Regions from separate parts of the Zea mays genome. Here regions 1 and 2 are each linked to region 3. Evidence: chromatin contacts called from public Hi-C data. All regions are on one chromosome and are shown on one strand. Each heading gives the region's core, a stretch centred on a gene start, on an enhancer-like site or on the middle of the called end of the contact. The rest is flanking DNA. Distances are from core to core; before and after follow the strand shown.

The links. A called contact is a pair of places that touch in the nucleus more often than the background predicts.
Region 1: a contact with region 3 is called in a Hi-C map of tassel, with 5 times the contacts expected there. The contact joins the promoter of LOC100383811 here to the promoter of LOC100282881 in region 3. A contact is called at or near these places in 10 of 25 Hi-C or Micro-C datasets (bundle sheath, ear, endosperm and 4 more).
Region 2: a contact with region 3 is called in a Hi-C map of leaf, with 2.3 times the contacts expected there. The contact joins the promoter of LOC100193678 here to the promoter of LOC100282881 in region 3. A contact is called at or near these places in 4 of 25 Hi-C or Micro-C datasets (bundle sheath, ear and leaf).

Annotation. Positions count from the first base shown.
Region 1 is chr9:5,951,724-5,954,682 of Zm-B73-REFERENCE-NAM-5.0, reverse strand. LOC100383811 reads right to left here and starts at 1,650. Exons shown (of 2, transcript NM_001350729.1): 1 at 368-1,650. The coding sequence starts at 1,594.
Region 2 is chr9:6,383,914-6,386,811 of Zm-B73-REFERENCE-NAM-5.0, reverse strand. LOC100193678 reads right to left here and starts at 1,645. Exons shown (of 6, transcript NM_001138771.2): 1 at 1,385-1,645; 2 at 230-256. The coding sequence starts at 1,440.
Region 3 is chr9:6,145,605-6,148,591 of Zm-B73-REFERENCE-NAM-5.0, reverse strand. It overlaps LOC100282881 (protein SUR2), which reads right to left and starts at 1,644. Exons shown (of 3, transcript NM_001155787.2): 1 at 1,402-1,644; 2 at 912-1,156; 3 at 1-321. The coding sequence starts at 1,139.

The DNA.
Region 1 (2,959 bases), core at 401-2,900, 190 kb after region 3:
ACTGACCATGCAATTGTTTGGGCCAATCCATCGAGGCACTAATATATAATATTAAAAACTCTACAAATGATTTGCTATCCCATGATCTGCATACACAGCCATGAATACCACAAATTACTGTAACCATTAGCCTAGAGACACAAATTTCTTTGTTGCAATACCAAATGTTAATGGCTGAAGCACCCTGTACTTAAATCCAACACATGAATAATGGTCATGAAAAAAAACTTAAACAGAATCCACATCAAGCTAGTGAAAAGGTGAAGTTGAAGCACACATGACCAGAACTACATATGTAGCCACTTATCAACCCCCAATGTACCACAATGTCACTTGTAAGTTGTGAACAGAGATCGGAGCAGCTCACCATTTCCATATACTGATGGAACAATTCTGTGCAACCATCCCGCCGCCATGTCTCAAGGTCGAACACATTTACGCCATATGCCCATGCACAGGCATTGGGCTTGAATCGATCCCGCACAATGGGCTGCGTAAAGTTGAGATACTTCCTGTACCTCCGAAACCCCCCGAAGCACGTCTCCACGGCGCCATTCACCTTCCCGTCCAAGTCGACCTGCCAAAGCGCTGCCAAATCCTTCTGTACCACCACATCGTCCTCCAAAAGCACTACCCTCCGCAGCGACGGGAACATATCTGGGAGGTAGAACCTCAGGTAATCCAGCAACTCGACGTCCCTGTTGCCGGCGTCGATCTGCCTGACCACGGGCGAGTTGGTGGCATTGAGGAACGGAAAGTCGGAGTGAGCAAGGAGCTGGACGTGCACGCCAAGCGGCGGCGGGCGCCGCGCGAACCAGACCCGGAATGCAGGCAGGTACATGGGCGCGGTGACCACATGGAAGACGTGGCGCGAGGGGTCGGCCGCGGCGCGTGCAGCCGAGGCCACCACGACGGAGATGGCGAGCACGTTGTCGGAAAAGATGGCGTAATGGTACAACGCGGGGTCATCGAACTCGGGGGACGGGTCGGGATCGTCTGCGAATGCGGTGGGGTTGGCGAGGCGGGCCTCGAGGAGGCGCATGGCGAGGCAGTGGAGCGACTTGGGGGTGGAGTCCGCAGCGATGCGGGAGGACATGCGCCCCGCGCGGCGCGCGCGAGAGAGCTGCTCGCCGACGGCGAAGACGGTGTCGGAGAGCTTGTGGATCTTGGACTGAGTGTCGAAGCCCTCCTTGGCGTCAGCGGCGAGGCCGCGCGCGAACTTGATGCGCTCGCGGGCCTCCTTTTCGAGGGGCCTGAGCGCGTCCTCGGGGAGTGAGGAGGAGAGGTGGGAGGCAAGGCGGGCGGAGAGCGCGGAGAGGTCGGAGGAGAGGGACGAGAACGAGAGCGACTGCGCTGCGGAGTCCTCCTTGAGCTTCCGTGCGTGCGCGGCGTACGCGGCAAGGACGGCCGCGTGGTCGGCCGCGTGGCGGCGGACGGCGGCGAGGCGCGCGGACGGCGGGGACGAGGAACGGGCCGACGAGGTGGGCGTGGAAGAGAGGAGGAAAGAGAGTCCCGCGAGGAGGAGGAGCGTGAGCAGAGCCGCGAACGCCGCGCGGCGCGGGGCGGACGGCCGGAATGCGCGGCCGCCGGCCATCGGGGATGGGGAAGTGGCCGAGTGGGAGCGGGGACTGGAGTGGCCGGTGGCGAAGTGCGTCGCGGATCTGAGCTGATGCCGAGACGGAAAGAGGCCGGTGGGCGATCCTGTAGGTCCAATCAGTCAGTGAATGGTGGGCTTGGCAACCGTGGGTATCGATGTCGGTGAGAACCAAAAGAAAATAATATAAAGAAAGAGAGAAAGAGACCGCCAACCAGTCCACAAGATGCAGCGCCCAACAACTGTGTCGCGAGAATGCGAGTCATTTTTCGGACGCGCTGCTAGGTCCTGTCACGCTCTTTATCTCACACATTATTTTAATTTTCTTTAGGCAAACAATACAGCCCACATACACAGTGTTACTAGAGTTGGCCTGCAGCTCATGGTTTTGGATTCGGTTCTCTAAAGGCTCGTTTAGTTTAAGGTGAATTGAGAGAAATTAGAGAACATTAATTCCCCTTACATTCATTAAATAGTAGGGGATTTAATCCTCTTTAATCTCACTCAATCTATACCTAACCAAACAAACCTAAATAGTAAATATATCATACTAAATACTTTTATAGAGTTGTTTTAATGAAAAATAAAATAGTCAAAGTCGTTTTGGTTTAATAAAAAATAAAAGCCAACCGTTTCTAGAGGGCCACAAATATGATTTCTTTAAAATGCTAACGGCTCATCCTCTTAGAAAGAGTCATAGCAAACATCCCTTAAACGCAACGACATCAGAACAAAAGAAGAGCCATAGTTCTATTATACTAGAGGAAGAAAACTAGGGGTAATATAGAGCCTGGATCTTTCCTCAAGGTACCGAACAAGAACTTTGATGGTCCCGCAGACCATGTGTTGACCCTCAAAATATGCTAATGGGGAGTTTAAGTTTTACCACCAAGTTTCTAGGTAAGATATAAGAGAATATTTGGTGTGACAAGAATTGAAGCCCGAGCGAAGAAAAGACAATATTGGACTATGCTCTGCCCAAATTAACCAAGACAATTTACCTTTTTGGCTCACCAAACAAGCTTTTTAGGCCCAACTAAACCAGTCAGATTGATTTTCTTTCCAATCCTAAAATGATTTGATTATAAATTGGTTTTAGATCTATTTTTTTATGTGGAAAACTTTGATATTACATTCTAGACTTGTTTTCTACTAGGATAAGATCACGCCTTTATATATCAAAGGATCATAGCCGATTAAGAGATCCAAACATCCAATCAACTTTTTAGCATCTATCTACTACCCCTTTTACTCAAAATTTTCAATCTTTTGCTATTAGTTTCATCTCTCCATGAGATCCGTCAGTATTTTAGGTGGCCTTGCCAACACTAGGATAACCTAGGTGTTCCCAATTTCTTGCAGCAG
Region 2 (2,898 bases), core at 396-2,895, 240 kb before region 3:
CATTGCTCCAGGCTCTCTGTAATGTCCCCCCAATGCTCCTGTAATTCTATAGGAGCCACTAATTATTTTAGCTAATCATCATGCAAATAAGCTAAAATACCTCCCTAACAGCCCCCTCAATCTGATTTGTCCCCCTCCCAAAAAAAAAACAAATCCTGGCTTAGCCCCTGGACATAGTATCAAGAGGAAAATACTGAGACAGTCAACTAAGGACAAAGGAGATACTTACAGAGGATAAGCAAGTGATATGAGTGGCCTGAAAAGAAAAATAAGGGAAAAGAGAAACTCAGTATCACAACAAGAAAACATTGTCGAACATAGGGACACCAGAAACTTAGAAATTACATTGACATGATTTGATAATCTATCTCAGTCATATAGCTAACAGCTGCCATGTTTTACTAAAATAAATAAAAATCATCCAGTGGAAGCCATCTCCATCCTTCCTAGTCCATGAAGACTAAAATACAGATGAGTAGATGACTATGATGCCTCTGTACTAGTTCCCATGAGAGCAGGGCCAACAGTTTCTTTAATGCATCGGCTCTTTCCAAAACTATTTGAATCCAAGCTATATACCTAATGCTAATAAACCACTTAGTTCTGCAGCACTCAGAGTCTGCAGGCATGCCAAAGTAACAAGTCATGGTAGTGGCGCAATCTTATGTAGTGGATCCAGGGAATGTAGCCAACAACAAAACTAAGGCCAAGCTACAGAAGCACAACATGGTGGACTTCAACAGAACAAAATGGCACAAAGCAAGATAAAATATTAGACCAGAAACAAAATCACTAAACATTGGAATCAGGATACTGCTCAGTAGCACAAACCGTAGAAGTTCAAGACCTAGCATGGAAACCTCGAAATATCTAGTGTATTGGGGTGGAATTTTTGAAGTAAATTTGAAGGATTTGGATTCCAATACAACTATACAAATAGTTCGAAGATCCCCGGGTTGATTACTATTATCTACCAAACAAAAAGGAAACCTTTTGGAGTGAGTTTCCTTCCACAAATATTGGTAAGATTTTGCAGTAAAACCCAGACTTGATCCTACCAATCAATTGACCTAGGATTTTCGCAAAATCAAGTATGGAGCGACAACTACCGGTCACACAGTTTCATCGAAACACCGAGACCTCAGGCAAGAGGGAGCCAAACGCGTTCATCCATTGCCAATAGCAACCCAACAACCCGAAAAGAAAGATTCCCGTCGTGCACGCTTTCGCCATGTCGCTTGGTACAACAACAATAGGGATCAAGATCGGTCGCTCGTACAGAATCTACGTCGAACCCTACGAAAACACATGGCGAGAAAACGCTGAACCTAGAACCAATGAATCGCATGGGGGCGAAATCAAAAGGATGAACAAACAATCATACCCGGCAAGGACATCGAAGTTCTTGGCCAGCACCTTGAGGAAAGATCCGGACCCCATCTTGCTCTCTGCTCCTCCTCCAGTAGAACAGAACTATCGGCCTCCCCTGCAGCTAAAAACCTGGAAGCGCGCGCTCTCTCTCTCTCTTCCTGTCTTCCTCTCTCTTCTTTTGGTTCTCAATTCTCAACCAGTCAGTCTGTCCTAACGTTTCTCTCTGTGGCGGTGTGGCCGGCGTCGGGCCCCACCGTCAATGCGGAAGAAATATGCGGCCGCCGACCGTCCGCTCGTGGCGTTTTCTCTCGCGGAATGATAGACGAAGGTTCTGGGGTGTTCAGAATCGGCGGCCCACAGGGCTAGAGCCCGACCTAAGCAATCACGGCTGTGGAGAACGGATGTGGCCCCGCCCATTGCACGTGAATCAAGCAGTCCAGTTGCCTGGGCCTAATATATGCTCTGGATATCTTTATTTGTGTTTCCAAAATTATAAAGCTAGAGAACTTAAAAGTCCTGTTACCATAGCTTTGTTTCACCTCAAAGACGTTCTGCTCCAAAACTTTTTATGATAGAGCAGCTCTATTTATAGAGTGACAGGTAAATACCTCCAAATTTCATGTATATATTGCTTTTTAAGGATTTTAGAGTAGCAAAAGAGGTATTTCAAAAAATTGTACTACATCTCTTAAATATGGACTTTGTAACTCTGGAGTTGGTGTGTTTTGTTGTCTCTGGTCAGCTTCCCTTAAAATTTTGCTATGGAGGCAATGCCAAACTCCATGTTAGTAAGGCTATTCGCACTGCATGCGGTTATTGGGTACCGAATTGTGGACCCAAGCACTCAGTGACAAGAAAGGGAAACACAAAGCACGACAAGACGATTGGTAGGAAATGTAGCATCTTGTTCTGCGTGTCCGAAAGAGAAATGGCCTTATGGACTAACTAGTTTGCCTAGTCTTTGATTCACAGGGTCATAAGTCCACTCAACTCAGTTCTAAGTCAGAAAGAGCTCAAAACCAACCATAGAGAGGGTAAAACTTGGAAAATATAAAGAATGCATAGTTTTACACTTTGGATAAGTTGCATATACCCCTAGAAACCTATTTGACACATCTAAGGAGGTTGGAAATCTCAGGTTTGCAAAGTCAATATTTTGGTGCTAGTTTGAGAAAAAAACAAGTTTCTAAGTTGGAGAGAAGAAAAAGTCCAAAAAATATGACTTAGACTAGTTGGATTGTCACCACTTATGTTTGTCTAAGTCATAACATCTCCCTCAAAGACAGCCAAAAAGATTTGGAGAAGAATTGGACAAAAGAAGAAAATTTGGGCTGCTGCCTGAGCACCGGGGGATCACTGGGAGCGCATTGGAGGCTCACCGGACCGTCCGGCCCGAGGACACCATTTCCGCCAATTTTAGGCTGGCACACCAAGGCACACTAAGGCATATTTTAGGCTCGCCGGACTGTCCGGTGTACACTAGCTCTGTCTGATGTGAATTATAGGGAACCAACTAGCTTCAGGTTT
Region 3 (2,987 bases), core at 395-2,894:
GACGGTCTTGATGGTCGCGAACGAGAAGAAGAATATGCCAGTCCTTGGGGTCATGCCAGAGATGAGGAACGAGAGCGCGCCACCGATGGTGTCCAGGATGAGTCCCTCCAGGGGGTGGTTGTACAGAGCTCCAAAAGCGTAGGGGACGACAAGAGTGTGGTGCTTAGAGTGGACGTGCTTGTACAAGAACTTGTTGATGTGCATGTATCTGTGCATGAAATACTGCCATGTGTCCATGACAAACATTGCAACGATAAATTGCAACGCCAATACCAGAGCCGGAGGTTGCTTCCTCACAGCCCCATTCTCATCACCAAGAACCTGCAGTTTCAGGAAATTTCATGGTTGTAAGTCCAGTTTTCACAGGTGAAATTTCAAAGTCAAGTCCACAAGCAGCATCTAGAACCAATGTTGGTCAAAACTAGGAGGAGGAAGTTCTACAATGTTATTAATAAATACAGTGCACTAGGTCAAACTTTAGTGGCTTGTAAATTTCAATGCCATCAACTCAGTTTACTTTTATAATCACTCCAAGTAACAGTCCAAGTGCCGATGTGAAATTAAACGAAGCTACTTAATAGGAACAATTAAGCTCGAGACAAGTTCAGGTCCTTAGTTAATCTCAGCCATTCCTTCTGAATCTACCGATTCTCCCTCCATCAATTACCATGACAAAAAATACAAGAAACCTAAGAAATTCATCAAGCAAAGGATATATGTGAAAAGGTCAATCGATTCGGATCCACAACTGCTTGCTTTGCTGTTGAAACAAACCAAAACCATCTTTTGTAAACAGCAGCCTACTTACCAAATTCACCGTCTAGAAAATAACTAACAAAATACCAGTAGTCCAGTACCAAATACTAATCACACACTTTTTTTGGCAGTTAGATGTTGGAAAGAGTGATTACCGTGAAGAGAAGAAGGGAGACAGCGATTTGAAACGCCTGCTGAACAAGGACGCCCCTGACGACCGTCGACCTGGAAACGATGTTCTTGGCCTCCTCCTCCCCCTTGGGATGGAGCCTGTAGTCGTCCATCCCGAGCCCGTCCAGGACGACGTAGAGCCCCGAGTAGAGCCAGTACACCGCAATCGGCACGAAGGTGCCCAGCAGCTCGTCGGAGACCGCAAATGCCATCGCCACTTGAGCGCGCCCTGCGACCGTCAGCAGGCGCGCGAGCACCGAGACGTTAGCCAGCGGCTGATTAGGCTAGCTAAACGAATGATAGAACAGACGAATCTTGAACCCAATCGACCGCAATGTCATCGCATTACGACCGAAGAGGCGAACGCTAACAGGAGATACGCCGCAAATGCGCAGAGGATTCCCCATGCCAGTGACCTCGCGAAAGCAATTCGCAGAGGAGAACGCGACGAATCAGGGCGGATCTCGTTCTTACCAGGAAAGACGACGAAGAAGCTTAGCCTCCGGCGGTTCCTTCTCCTGGCTCTGTGTCTGTGTCCTGTCCCGAACAGGGCAAGAAAGAAGCGCCTTTTTGCCGGATTGCGTTGCCTCTGCTCCGAGATGGATGAAATGGGATGGGATGAGTTGGCCGCCTAGTCCGGCGAGTACTTATAGCTGGGCAGCAAGCGCAATGTTTGTGGTCTGTGAGAAGACCGGCGAGATTTTTACTTGTCTCCGGTCACCTTGGCTGGGCAGGCTGGCTGGCTTCAGTTCCGTCCAGGCGTGAGGGGGGGGGGGGGGGACGAGGAGGAGAGAACTGGAGAAGGCTGAAGGCTAGTCGCGCACACCGCACGCCTCTGCGCGTTGCTGTTTGCCTGTTTTGACTATTTCGGAAGCGTCTTTTCGGCGGACCGGAGCCGCACTCGTGCTTGGCTGCTGGTTTCACCAAGATGTCATACTTTTAAAAGGCGGTCAATATTATCTAAAAACTATATGTTTACTTCATTAAAAAAATATCTCAACATGTAACGATTACATTGTACAAGTAAAGAAAGTAGCAAAAAAAACTATTTAAAAATGTAAGTATTATAAGTATACTTAATTTGGAATAAAGTTAGTAGTCCGTTGCTGCTGCTACCTGCATGCTGGTGGTGGTCAATGGAGCTGGGCGGTTGAAGTGGTCGCTGCTGAAGTGCTGATACAAGGTCTAACCCTAGCAGCGATAAGAAAATGGAACCTGTGCTGGGCACACAGGATTGCAGGATTTGAGAACGGATTCTCTGCAGTCTGCACGACCCACGGGCCAGGGGATGCACATGCGTCGCTTCGCAAAATATTCCTGAGGAAGAAAAAAAAAAGTTTAAACCTGCTGTTGGAACTTATATAAAAATGTGTAAATCTTCTTTGCAAAAAAAGATAAAATTAAATTAAAGTTCGGATGTTTGAACTGTTGCAGCATCAATTTAGATAAAAATACTATAAAACCCGTAGAAATCGGTACGGATTAAAGTTAAACGAACAGGCTATCTGCTAGTAAAATATTGCCACTAATAAATAGCATACATACGAAAAAAAGAAATGTAATGGTAGGAAGACTTGGAGTTTCATAAAGTTCTCGTTGCACTAGATGTACTTTTTAAAACTATTTTTATGAAAAAAAACACGTTTTTTAATAGGAAATCTTTCTTAGGGAAAAAAAGAGTACATGACAGAGCTACAGAATGACGGTTGGGCGTATTCTGAACATTCGTTTTTTTTAGTTCGTGAAGACCGACTCGGCCACCTTGTTTTCGCAAAACTTCCGTCTCTAGGCACTTGAACATTCTTTCGTCAAGCTAGCTTGTTTGTTTGGGCTTTTTGGAGCCTGTGACTACCAAAAGCTGCTGCGAATTGTCAAACGCTTAGCTTTTCAGTCAGCTTCTACAAAATTCGTTTAGGTAAAAATCATTCAAAATCAACATAAACACATAATCGGTTGAGTCGTTGCAATAGTAGGAATCCGTCACTTTCTACATCCTGAGTCCTATGGACACCTTTATCTTCCTCCGCGCATAATTCTAATGATACTCAGATTCTCTACAC